Regions from separate parts of the Zea mays genome. Here region 2 is linked to region 1. The links are chromatin contacts, called in public Hi-C maps. All regions are on one chromosome and are shown on one strand. Each heading gives the region's core, a stretch centred on a gene start, on an enhancer-like site or on the middle of the called end of the contact. The rest is flanking DNA. Distances are from core to core; before and after follow the strand shown.

Evidence for each region. Hi-C and Micro-C count contacts between places; a contact is called where the count stands out from the background.
Region 2: a Hi-C map of leaf shows a contact between it and region 1, with 5 times the contacts expected there. The contact joins the promoter of LOC100383390 here to the promoter of LOC100283515 in region 1. A contact is called at or near these places in 4 of 25 Hi-C or Micro-C datasets (ear, leaf and tassel).

What each region holds. Positions count from the first base shown.
Region 1 is chr5:38,814,043-38,820,951 of Zm-B73-REFERENCE-NAM-5.0, reverse strand. It overlaps LOC100283515 (caltractin), which reads right to left and starts at 2,910. Exons shown (of 6, transcript NM_001156415.2): 1 at 2,724-2,910; 2 at 1,928-2,072; 3 at 1,783-1,819; 4 at 1,646-1,673; 5 at 1,368-1,520; 6 at 810-1,253. The coding sequence starts at 2,726. The coding sequence ends at 1,080.
Region 2 is chr5:39,113,639-39,120,547 of Zm-B73-REFERENCE-NAM-5.0, reverse strand. LOC100383390 reads right to left here and starts at 3,138. Exons shown (of 12, transcript NM_001176045.1): 1 at 2,758-3,138; 2 at 2,571-2,672; 3 at 136-216. The coding sequence starts at 3,096.

The DNA of each region.
Region 1 (6,909 bases), core at 1,661-4,160:
TGTCTAGACTCTATAATGACGGAAAAACCAACAATATCCGATAAACACAGGGAAAATGAAACAAAAAATGACTTAATGTTTCCCTGAAAAATGATTTGATGTTACCCTGAAAAACAAGAATGACAGACTTAAAAACAAAAAAAAATGTATGAGAAAACATGAATGCTTGAAAACTAAAATGACTTAATGTTACCTGGAATTCTAAAATGACTTTGGAATGACTTATAGTTAACTAGAATGACATAAATGTTGTCTGGACGTTAGAATGACTTAATATTTTCTAGAATGGATGAACCAATGACATAAGAAATGTTTGAAAAACCCTAGAAAAATGGTTGAATACAATAAATAACTTAATTTTTCTGAAAACGACTTAATGTTTACTAGAATGACTTAGTGTTGATTGGAATGACTTAATATGACTAGGAAACAAGCCGCACGGGGGCGGGAGCCACGCGTGGCATGCGCCAGTTCGGATGATGGACCGTTGGGTACTTGGGTCCATCACCCTAGGTGATGAATAGTGTGTGTATATATATATATATATATATATATATATATATATATATATATATATATATATATATATATATATATATATATATATAGTGTGAATGTACATAAAATTCAATTTTGTTTGAAAATTTTAAAAAAGTGGGAAACCCACAACCGGTGACTAAATAAAGAAAACCGTTAGTGCAAATTGCATTTACATTGACGGTTTTATTAATAAAACCGCTAGTGGAATGTTATTTTCACTTGCATTTTGTTAAGAAAACTGCATTTTTCCACTGGCTATTCCAAAATAGCCACCAATAAAAATATCGATTTTTACTGGTTTTTACTGAAAAACGACAGTACAAATAGTAGTATGTGTTTCATTACGTGTAAATAAATACACAACCCGTAGCTAGGACGTACTAGAGTAGTTAGTGCACAATGATGTGTGGTGTGTGTACGCCATTATTTCTCAAATAAATCCCAATACTCCAGTCATATGTAGCGTAGTAGCTAGGTGATATGTATTTTTCACCGATGGTATGTATCAATGTATGTTGGGATTGGCTTGTCTGTGACTACTAGAACCCAGAGCCAAAGTCTGTCCGCTTCATCATCTTCATGAACTCCTCCAGGTCGATCTCGCCGTCGCCGTCCTCGTCGGCGGCCTCTATCATCTCCCGGACCTCGTCCAGCGTGAAGTGCTCGCCGGTCTCGATGGCCAGCCGCTGGATGTCCATGTCCGAGATCTTTCCCTGCAGCATCGATCATCGATAGCATATATATAGCATGTCATCGTCATCGGTCGATGTATCTATCTATCTATCTGCCGTCGTCGTCGTTGGTCGCAGTCGGTTTGCGTAGCGTACGTTGGCGTCCTGGTCGATGATGCGGAACGCCTTGTGGAGCTCGTCCCGGGCGTCCCGCTCGCCCATCTTGTCCGTCATCATGTGCACGAACTCGTCGAAGTCGATGGTGCCGCTGCCGTCCTTGTCCACCTCCGCGATCATCTGCCCGATTTGCTGCGGATGCGATGCCATGCCATACATATCATCCATGCAGATCATCACCACACACGCGCACGCACCCTACAACTAAGGAGCCATTTACGTTGTCGTCGCCATTGGCACACGTCACGCGTACGTACCTCCGGTGTCATCTCGAATCCAAGGGCTCTGCAAAACATAGTAGGATGCAGCACGCGCACGCATTAGCTAACAAACTCCTGGCGACCTTTGTAGTAGAATGGAAGCTCGGACGGAGAGCGCGAGGTCGCATATATACCTCATCGCGACGTTCAGCTCCCTTGCATCGATGGTGCCTGGAGGATGCAAGCAGGTGAAAGGTGAAAGTCACAGCGGCCGCCATGGGCGAACACATGCGCATGTGTTTGTATATATAAACGCTACATCACTAGCACGTCACCGACCGGAGCCGTCGATGTCGAAGAGGTCGAACGCCTCCTTGATCTCTTTCCTCTTCTGCGCCGTCAGCCGCTTTCGCCGGACTTTGTCGGTCCGGTAGCCGGCGGAGTTGGGAGGAGGAGGACGGTCGGAGGCCTCGTACGTGCCCGTCTGCGCCACACCAACAACGTTCAGTTTTCAGAGAGAGAGGAGAAAAAATGGTTCTTTTTTTACAGGGACGACGAAATCACGGTGCCGCCGCTTCCGATCCGACTCATATGTATGGCAGCGTCCCAAATCATCGAGAGCAAGAACAGACGGGCTTTGGCTTTGCCACGATTTGGTAATCAACTCTGAAGAAAACAAAATTACGCCGTTCTGTTGTGGTCTGTCAGAGCAGGTGCTTACAACCACAATGATGAGAGGTTCCTCTGTTTTCATCAGAAAACAAGTGAAGTGCAACTTAAACTGATGATACACACGAGTATCTAGAACCCAGTCTCTAGGATAACCCAGCAAGTAATAAGATCAATTATCTATATATAATATAACGGAGCCTGAATGACATGCATGGTTGAGCTTCAGGAATCACGAGAAGGGAGGGACTAGCGGCAAAAGGCAACCAAACATCTCGTCGCAGCATCCAACTAGTCTTGCTCATGAGGAACTGAAGCAGATTCTCATGGAAGGAACGACCAGCACGATTGATCCACTTAAACCAATAGCTAAACTCAAGTAGAGCAAAGCAGGGTCTAATCTAAGAGTTGAGAAAAGCAGAGGAGATCACTCCCATCAGGCCGTCGGCGAGCGAGAGTCACGTACCATTCGGGGACGCGCTGAACCTTGAACCCCGAGCGGCGGCGATGAAAAGAAAGAAAAAAAAAGCTTCGGTCGTTGGGTCTGCTGGCAGAAGTTGCTGGTGCAGCTGGGTTTCGTTTCTTGACGCGAGTGGAAGATGCAGCGGCAGCAGAAAAGGCGTATGGAAGAATAATGGTTTCTGGCACTTTCGCTACTCGTCAAGGAGAAGAGGACAGCGACGTAAAATAAAGGTTTTGACAAGCGAAGGATAGGAGAGAGACAGCGACGGGACGTGCCCACGGCCCACACGGGGTGCGTTGCAGCTACAAGGAAGCCGCCCACGGTGTCCTTCCAGCACAGGAGTGGGCACTTTTTCATCCGTATCTAAAATTTAGTTTTTTTTGTTAGGTCGGTTGATTTCTGTTTTTTATCTATGAAGTTCAGTATTTAATATCGTAATCGATTTTTATCCTATACTGAACCGAAATATAAAAAAACAGAAATACCAAACTTTATTAATTGTGAAATTAGACTATTTGATTACATGAACTAAATGTGTGACGTAACAAAATTGTTATTCACTTATTTTTATATGATGTATCTCTAAATTCTTGTATATATATATATTTTTTACTTTTTACAATCGTGTGTAATCTATCATGTAAACTTGTTGTATACATTGTCTTATAACCAAGTTTGGTGTTCGGTTTTTAGCGAAAAACCAAAGTAAAAAAAGAAAGCGAAACCGAACTTCTCGGTTTTTCATTTTCTAGCAAACCGAACGGTTTCTAATGTCCGTAAAATCACAGTTTCTCAAAACCGAAAAACCAAAGTGATGTTTAAAAAACCAAAGTTTTTAACCGTGGTTGCATGGTGTGTTGCTCATGCAAAATAGGTAAGATTTATTTAATCTAGTTGTTAGACGAGATATGGAGAAAAAAACAGATATGTGCGCTTCGCGTGTGACGCACAACCCGCGAAACCCATGTTTAAAAGGAGTTGAGATGGTTGGATGTGGCTTCGACGAGCAACATACCAACCTCGCTAAGGATTATTATTAATACATGGCTAGCTACATGCTCCCTCTAATAAATAAATGGACACCGAAATATTCGGGTATTTGCCGAGTAGTACTATCGGCGTTTCGGACTCGGGGGGTCCCTGGACCGACGAGTGAAATCGCTGCGTGCCCCTACCCAGATGGGTTGGCGCGGGATGGAACACAAGAGGTGGGACAAGCCTCGTATTATCCTACACCAGGGGTGTCGCTCGTAGTAGGGGTTACAAGTGCGTCGCGTGAGGGAGAGAGAGAGATACAGAGTGGGAGCCCGTTCGTCCGCTCCTTCCCCCGCGTGAACCCCCCTCATGATGGCCCTGGACCTCCCTTTTATAGACGCAAGGAGAGGGTCCAGACGTACAACGGGGGGCGTAGCTATGCACTAACGTGTCCGGCAGAGGAGTGCCTAAGCCCTGCGTACATGCCAACGTGGCTGTCGGGGGAGAGCTTGGGCCCTGTACACGTGATAGCGTGGCCGTCGGAGGAGCGCCTGAGTCCTGTAGGAGCACAGCTGGCAGTGCGGCAAGGATCCTGCTGATGTCTCCTTGCTGCTGTAAGGGGCTGAGAGCCACCAGCGTCATGGTGCACGCGGGGCACCATCATTACCCGTCACCGGGGTAAGCCAGATGGAACGCCGGTCTTGTTCCTTGTAGCCTGAGCAGGCTAGGAATAGGGTAATGATGTATCCCCTGTTGGCGTGGTCGGTCCGAGCCCAAGGTTGGGCGAGGCGGAGACTTCTCTTGAGGCCGAGGCCGGGGTCGGGCGAGGACGTGATTCCTCCCGAGACCGAGGTTGAGGCCGAGTCTGGGGGTCGGGCGAGGCGGAGACCTCCTCCCGAGGCCGGAGCCTGAGGTCGGGCGAGGCAGAGACCTCCTCCCGAGGCTGGAGCCTGAGGTCGGGCGAGGCGGAGCTTCCTGTTGCGCCCGAGGCCGAACTCGGTGGTTGATCGTGACTTGTTGTTAGTCTTTGCCTGGGTAGTTGGCACGGTAGTCGGAGCAGGGCGAGCGGCGCTATTTTCCTGTCACATCAGACAGTAAAGAAGAGGGGCGAAGTGACTGCGGTCACTTCGGCCTGGCCGAATGAGGCACGTGTGTCAGGATACGACGTCAGGCGTCCCCTGCATTGAATGCGCCTGCGAAGCGGTCGGTTGGTGAGGCGGTCTGGCCAAGGTTGCTTCACAACGAAGCCTGCCCGAGCCGGGCTTCGGGAGAGCCGAGGGGGCGCCCGCTGCCTGAGGAGGCCCTCGGGCGAGGCGTGAACTCGTCTAGGACTACTGCTCCAGCCCGAGGCTAGACTCGGGTGAGGTCGCGTCCCTTGGGTAGACGAAGCCTTGACTTGGACCGCGTCCGTCAGTGGGTCTGAGGGTGTTTACCAGCCATGATTAGGAGCGTTGGGGGTTCGGACCCGGGGGGGTCCCTGGAACGACGAATGAAATCGCTGCGTGCCCCTGCCTAGATCGGTTGGCGCGGGATGGAACACAAGAGGTGGGACAAGCCTCGTATTATCCTGCACCAGGGGTGCCGCTCGTAGTAGGGGTTACAAGCGCGTCGCGTGAGGGAGAGAGAGATAGAGAGCGGGAGCCCATTCGTTCGCTCCTTCCCTCGCGCGAACCCCCCTCAGGATGGCCCTGGACCTCCCTTTTATAGACGCAAGGAGAGGGTCCAGACGTACAACGGAGGGCGTAGCTATGCACTAACGTGTCCGACAGAGGAGTGCCTAAGTCTTGTGTACATGCCAACGTGGCCGTCGGGGGAGAGCTTGAGCCCTGTACACGTGATAGCGTGGCCGTCGGAGGAGCGCCTGAGTCCTGTAGGAGCACAGCTGGCAGTGCGGCAAGGATCCTGCTGACGTCTCCTTGTTGCTGTAAGGGGCTGAGAGCCACCGGCGTCATGGTGCACGTGGGGCACCATCATTACCCGTCGCCGGGGTAAGCCAGATGGAACGCCGGTCTTGTTCCTTGTAGCCTGAGCAGGCTAGAGATAGGGTAATGATGTATCCCCTGTTGGCGCGGTCGGTCCGAGCCCAAGGTCGGGCGAGGCGGAGACTTCTCTTAAGGCCGAGGCCGGGGTCGGGCGAGGACGCGATTCCTCCTGAGACCGAGGTCGAGGCCGAGTCCGAGGGTCGGGCGAGGCGGAGACCTCCTCCCGAAGCCGGAGCCTGAGGTCGGGCGAGGCGGAGCTTCCTATTGCGCCCGAGGCCGAACTCGGTGGTTGATCGTGACTTGTTGTCAGTCTTTGCTTGGGTGGTTGACACGGCAGTCGGAGCAGGGCGAGCGGCGCTATTTTCCTGTCACATCAGACAGTAAAGAAGAGGGGCGAAGTGACTGCGGTCACTTCGCCTGGCCGACTGAGGCGCGTGTGTCAGGATACAGCGTCAGGCGTCCCCTACATTGAATGCGCCTGCAAAGCGGTCGGTTGGTGAGACGGTCTGGCCAAGGTTGCTTCACAACGAAGCCTGCCCGAGCCGGGCTTCGGGAGAGCCGAGGGGGCGCCCGCTGCCTGAGGAGGCCCTCGGGCGAGGCATGAACTCGTCTGGGACTACTGCTCCAGCCCGAGGCTAGGCTCGGGTGAGATCGCGTCCCTTGGGTAGACGAAGCCTTGACTTGAACCGCGCCCGTCAGTTGGTCTAAGGGTGTTTACCAGCCATGATTAGGAGCGTTGGGGGTACCCCTAATTATGGTACCCGACAGTAGCCCCCGAGCCTCGAAGGGAGTGTTGGTACTCGCTTGGAGGCTTTTGCCGCATTTTCGGTGAGGGGACCGGCCTTTCTCGGTTTTTGCTTTGTTCTGGTGGGTGCGCGCGAGCGCACCCGCCGGGTGTAGCCCCTGAGGCCTCGGAGGAGTGGTTTGACTCCTCTGAGGTCTGAATGCTTTTCGTGGCGCCTCGGCCGGTCTGATCGTTCCCTCATGCGGTCTAGCCATAGCCCGGGTGCGTGGTCAGATTCCAAGTTATCAAGCTGGTTTGTTGACGCTGTCAACAATTTTGGCCGTAGCCGGGTGCGAGAGCAGCCCCCGAGCCTCTGCACGGAGCGAGAGGACGATCAAGGACTTTCCCGACTTTTATCATACGCCCCTGCGTCGCCTTTCCGCAAGGAGGAGGGGGGAAAGCGCCACGTTGCCCTCGGAGGGCGCCGAACATGGTGTTTCCAGTGAGC
Region 2 (6,909 bases), core at 1,889-4,388, 300 kb before region 1:
AATTGGTCTATGTTTATATGCACTATTTATGGAAGTAATGTCACCAAATACAATGTATGAACAATTAACATATTTGTGCCATTATTAGTTAACAAGCTCATGAAGCAGAATATGGACATAGGGGGGCCTACATACCTCATTAACAACGGGGGAAGATTGATCCTCTTTGTCATATATCAACACAAGCATTATATGCTTGAACTCCTCGTAAGCTTCCTTCAGGGCATATTAACATATCAATATTGAGTAAGCAAGCTCCAAACAAGCAAAAAGAAAGTCAATTAAACATGCTAGGATAAATGTGTTTGTTCAGGTTTAGCTGTCTGATATATATCCCAGGTGCTGCATGATTCTCTTTTAGTGCTACGTTCAATATATGGCTTTCTAATACATTTGAAATTTGCCCACCCAAGGGTTGAACAGGAAAGAACTAAATGAGCACCGTAACCTTATCAAACAAGAACCAGGGTAGTAGAGAAACACAAGCAGTATAACCATTCATTGTGAATGAAATTGAAACTGTAAAATGCACCAACAGTCATAAGGCCTAAACTTATAAATAACCACTCATGGTGGAAACATCTTATGACAAAAGGAAAGTCATTTGTTGCATGCTTTGAATTAAAAATTATAAACTAATTTCTGAGGAATTACCACTTGGCCATGACAAGTTTCAAAAAAACATCGTTTTTGTAAAAAGTACGTTGTATGTTTTTGTAACTTGTTTAGTACAGATTAACTGTGTAGAGCCAATGATCATAACTGTAGGACCATCACAAGCACCCTTTCAAAATGCCATCTTGTACTAATGTACCAGTAACTAGTGCTTTTGTAAATATCAGCTGCTGCAACATAAGTGGCTCTACCTCGACAATATAAACATAATCACATAATTCAGTTGTTGAGTTAGGATCTGCTTGGTTGTCTACCACAATACAACATTTAGCTGCAATTACCTCCGACAAAGAGTGGCAAGACAGCCGGTGTACTAAAGGGGTAGATTTGACAACTTAACCAAAATACAGTATGGCACATCAGTGGAAAAGCAACCAAAGAAATGCGACAAAAAGTAAAACTTTCCAGCTTTTGTGTATCACAACACAATAGGAGTGCAATCTTAGCTCTTAGGCCACACGTTTGGCATGCACCTAACATAACCTAATCCCATTTACACCACAGATTCCCAGATAGCTGCTTGTTTGACTGACACGATTGTGGTCGCAGACATTTTCCTAGCACCCTACCCTACACATCATATGTTGAGTTGTTGACTAATTTCGCGACACTTGTGGAAAACTATATGTTAGTTACACTTTGCCTACATCACAGCTCAAGAAAGAACCTCTTTTTCATAAATTTTCCTTCATGTGATAGCTCAAACTAGCAGGAAGTCTCCTATCAATATGCCCTCATATGAAGCAACATATTACCTCCAAACTTTTTTTAAATAAGAAATCCAATTTCTATAACACAGATTTCAAAGCTGCATACTGTAATAACCAAGGGTAATCACCCAGACACCCACTAACCACTGGATGCCAGAGTTACCTCCACATCCATGTCCAAATTGTAATGAAAAATTGGACACTCTAAATCCAAATCAGATTCTGAAGACTATATCTCACTCGGAGTAGTATTTTGCACAGCCATACTTATTTGCCAAGCCAAACTCCTGAATACATGTGCCATTTGAAACAGGGGATCCTGACCACCAGGGCCATCAGCTGGGAGGGGCGAGGTGGCCAGCTGCACAGGCCCCACAATTCTTAAGCCACTTTTTTTCTTCAACATACACGAGAACAAAAAACATTTATCCAACACATGAACGTGAAGTGAAACTTGTAAGGAATATCGATTGTGATCATCGATCAGTCTCAACAACTGGTCCATCAAATCTGATCAATTCCTCTCACTCTGTCTCTCAGTCCCAGGTCACCGCCAACCCAGCGAGGCAGCAACACAACCCCTGCCAGTCTGCAAATGCAGTGCCACACCTGCTGAGTGCCAATACGGGGACGCACCCTGTCTCTGCTGGAGTGCTGCACCTATGGACACCTAACACATCATGGTAAGTGGCAACCTGAGCCTGCTAGTCGATACTAGCGTACAGAGTACAAAAAATGGAACAGCTTAATTTGCAATGTGATTTGATTATATGTTTTTTCCAATTTTAGGGCCCCTTCTTCATTTCTACTAGGGCCTCAAATTCGTAAAGACAGCCCTGCTAAGTTAGAGGAGGCTCATCCCCTCCGGACCACACCAAATCAATCCTCACTATACCAAAGCCACAAATAAATTGTAGTTTCAACTCATCAAATCCAACAACAAGCCTGACAATTCCCACAATTTTCACCACTTCATGATCCACTAATATTATTAACTATCCCTATGCATGCTTAACTTGTTGCAAGATTCCGAGCCAGCATGGTATCAGCCACCACGCAGGTTTAGTACAGTCACAGTACATAATCCACTACCTGCATGGAGTATATTAATTTCACGCTTGAACACCTCAACTTGATGGTCAGGCACTCAGGCGTGAGGAGTAGAGTCACAACAGCAGCACTCACCGGGTAGGCGTCGAGCGCACAGGGCGCGAGCGCCGTGCGGAGGCAATCGAGCGCCGCGTCCCTGTCCGCCTCCGTGCCCCTCCTCACCAGCTCCACAAACCTCTGCACCGCCGCGCAAATTCTAACATGTCTCAGTATTGAATCACAAGCGCCAGAGGTATCGGGAGACCAAAGGAACACCGAGCACCTGCTTGTGGAGGTGGAAGAGGAGGCGGTGGTCGGCGAGCGCCGCGGGCGCGCGGGCCCGGAGGAGCGCGAGGGCCGCGTCGACGTCTCCCAGCTCGATCGCGCGGCGGGCGCAGCGGATAAGGAGACGCGACCTGTAGGACGAGGAAGAGGACAACGAAGACGAGGATGGCGCCGAGGAGGTGACGGTGGTAGTAGAGGAGGGTGAAGACGGCGGCGAGGGGGAGGCGGATGCAGTGGGAGGGGCCACAAGGCGGTCGGATCTCGCGAAGTCGAGGACAAGGGCGTCAAGCGCGTCCCAGTTCACCGGCAAAGGAGAATTCAGCTGCGGGCAGTCCATCGGCGGCGAGGCAGTAGCGGGCGGTGGCGCGGGGATTAGGGGGTGAACTGTTGGGGTGGTCGGACTCGGGTGGATGTGGATGTCGTTGAGACGACACGACGAAGTCGGTGGAGGGCAGTGTGTGTACGTGTAGCGAATTGCCGAATTGGGGCGAGGTGTGATAACTTGATACGCATTGAAGGCTAGAAAACAAGGCATGATCAGCGGCAGAGGAGTTTCTCTGCAGCTTCTTTAGATTCATGATAAGTATCCTAAAGTTTCTTTGGCTCTCTTTTTCTCATGTTTGGATTATATAAGGCAGAAAAAAGCTACTTTTCAAATTAAAATTTGTTTTACATAATATATATATATATAAATAATAGGATCGCTCCAACAGCAAGGCAACTAGTCTCGTTAGAACCAAATCATAATACATATTTATACTAATTATGATACACGGTGTAGTTATTTATGCAATGTGGTACAATACGTAAAAATCTGGCATATGGTTCACTGATGAACGCATCTCTATGTTCGAGCGTAAAACCTTCAGTTTTGAGCGTAAACCTGCAGTTATGAGCGCAAATGGCCTTTGTATCCGAGAGCGGTTAGCTTTTTTGTGAATTTTTGTTACGTTGCCGGTAAATATCTAATACATATGGCGTAAGTGGTACGAACCCCATATACACAATGGATTAGGTAACGATATAATGCGTAAAATTAATAAATGTTTGTGTAAAATTTGAACAGAAATATCATAAATAGACAATAAATGGAAACCAATGCCATGAACTGAAATCTATGTCGTAAAAACCTATTAATGTTGGCATGAATATGTATACAAAGTTGCTTGTTGCTCGCGTCTAGGGGAGCTTTCGCCGCCTCGGATGACGTCGTTGTCGCGCGCCCAGGGGGCCACCGCTGTTGTGTGCCCCCGAGAACCGTCGCCTTGCCTCTGGGATCCGCCATAGCTCGCGCTAGGGGGAGCCCGCCATCACCGCTCGCACCTATAGAATTCCACCGTCGCCGCCGCTCCCACTTCAAATGTGTCGTCGTCGTGCCCGTCTCAGGGGACCACTGCCGCGCGCGTGCGCCCCGGATCTGTCGCCGCAGCCGCTCCCACCTCGGATGTGTTGTCTATAACGGGCCAGATCTGCCGCCACTCCCACCCGCCGCTGCGCCTTCGGACCGGGGAGTCACCGCCGCCGCGCCTCCAGACCGGGGAGCCGCCACTGTGCCTCCGGATGTGAGCCGTCGCACGCCCGCCTCGAGGGCACCATCGCTCGCCCTTGGGATCACCACCGCTCGCACGCCTCAAGCGGTGCTTTTATAGACGCCTGGACCTGGTCTGGCTCAACTGAATGGCACGTTTGGCCTGGACTTCCTCTAGTTATTGGAAGCTCAGGGCTTTAGATATATGAACTATATATATAGTATATGTATTAGGAGCCTTGGGCTCTCTCTAACTTGGGGAAGCCCTAACTACCCAGCCAATCGGCCGAGCTGACCAGGTTAGTGATGATAGCCAAGCCGGACTAAACACAACATTTATGACAAGTTATACAAGCAGTTATGCTTGTTCTATATATGTGTTACACACCGTAGAAAGAATTGTGTTCAGCCCACCTGGTCCCCACGCCCGCACTTTGTTCCCCACTCCCCGACCGTGCCACTTTCGGTAACGTCCCAGCCCCCCCCCCCCATGCCCACAATATTCCATCGGTGTCACCTACTCATATGATCTCCATCCCCATGCTCACCACGACCTCCCCCTCCCCGCTCCAATCTCTGTCAACGTTCGTGTTTAGAGAAGTAATTGACCGGATTAATAGGATAGACAGTCGTACTATTAAGAGGGGTCAATGAACTTGAATGGTGTAAAACTTAGTGCCTCGTAGAGCACAAATGGTAGCATGTACATGAGGGCTAACAGCGCTACGTGTTTCGAAATTAGAATTCTTTTGAACTAGCGCAAAATCTTTTTCTCTGTGGTCGGCAGACCGTCCGGGCCAGAAGGCCGGATCGTCCGCGACTCTGCCAGAGAGGTCTGTTGGCCGTCTGTCTCTGTCTTCCTTTGGCGGACCGTCCAGGCCAGGAGGCCGGACCGTCCGCATAAGATGAATTGAGTTTGGGCAGGGACGGTGTGTTTTTGTGTCCTTGTACTATGGACCGTCCGGGGTTTTTAGCCGGACGGTAAGTGGTCCAGGTGTGGACCGTCCGACCATGAATGGTGGACAGTTCGCTCGAATTACTTTGACTGACCAGCGCTCTATTATTCCAAGTTGTCAGGTTCCGGACCGTCCGGTCCTGGTGGGTGGACCATCCGACCCTGGTGGGCGGACCGTCCGACCTTGACTTTTCTGACAGCTCTGACAGGTTTCAAACAATCAATATAGCCGTTACTGGTACGGTGGACCGTTCGGCCATGGGGCGCGGACCGTCTGCGTGTGCACATAACAGATATGTATGTGTTGAGGGCTATAAATAGAAGTGGAGCTCATGTGTGAGGGCTCTCTTGGCCACTCCTAGCACACATTGAGCTCATTTGTGATCCTCCCACTCAAATACTCACTCTAGTTTATTGAGATCGCATTCTAGTGAGTGATTGAGACACTCTAGTGCATTTGCATTCATTGTGATCTTTTGAGGCACTAAGTGGTACACCGGGCAAGCGTCATCGACTTGTTACTCTTGGAGGTTGCCGCCTCTTAGATGGCTCAGGTGTTGTCTCCATCGAGCTCTCCGTGAAGATTGTGGAGGAGCCGCGACATTGATTGTGACAGGTTCGCGCCCACCTCACTGGAGCGACAAAGGCGACACTAGTGAAATCGAGGTATTGAGTGAGTTCTTGTCCACTTGACTCAAAGATCAAGCCGTGTCTTGGTAGAGGAGCAAGTTGAGAGCACCTAGAGGGGGGGTGAATAGGTGATCCTGTAAAAACTTCAAACTTAAGCCACAAAAACTTGTTAAGTGTTAGCACGATTATTGCCAAGTGGCTAAGGTGAAGTCTCAACAATCCCAACAAAACACAGTACCACAAGAGAGTCAAGCACAGAGTGACACAGTGGTTTTATCCCGTGGTTCGGCCAAGACCAACGCTTGCCTACTCCACGTTGTGGCGTCCCAACGGACGAGGGTTGCAATCAACCCCTCTCAAGCGGTCCAAAGACCCACTTGAATACCACGGCGTTTTGTTTTCCTTTCACTATCCCGTTTGCAAGGAATCTCCACAAATTGGAGTCTCTTGCCCTTACAAGTATATGATCACAAATGAAACACAGAGTAAGGGAGGGAAGCAACACACACAAATCCACAGCAAAAGCGCACACAGACGGCCAAGAATCGAGCTCACAAGACTATCTCAGAGTTCTCACTTAGAACAGAGCTCGAATCACTTAGAAACACAAACGAATGCGCAGAGACTTAGTGTGGATGATCAAGAATGCTCAAAGGTTGCTTGTGTGTCTCCTCCATGCGCCTAGGGGCTCCTTTTATAGCCCCAAGGCAGCTAGGAGCCGTTGAGAGCAAATCCGGAAGGCCATCCTTGCCTTCTGTCGTCGGGGGCACCGGACAGTCCGGTGCACACCGGACACTGTCCGGTGCCCGATTTGTTTCCTTAAACGGCGAAGACGACCGTTGCAGACCGTTGGCAGATCTGGCGCTGTTGGCGCACCGGACATGTCCGGTGCACACCGGACAGTCCGGTGCCGTCTTCCGACCGTTGGCTCGGCCACGTGTCCCGCGCGGATTGCGCGGCCGACCGTTGGCCCTGGCCGACCGTTGGCTCACCGGACAGTCCGGTGCACACCGGACAGTCCGGTGAATTTTAGCCGT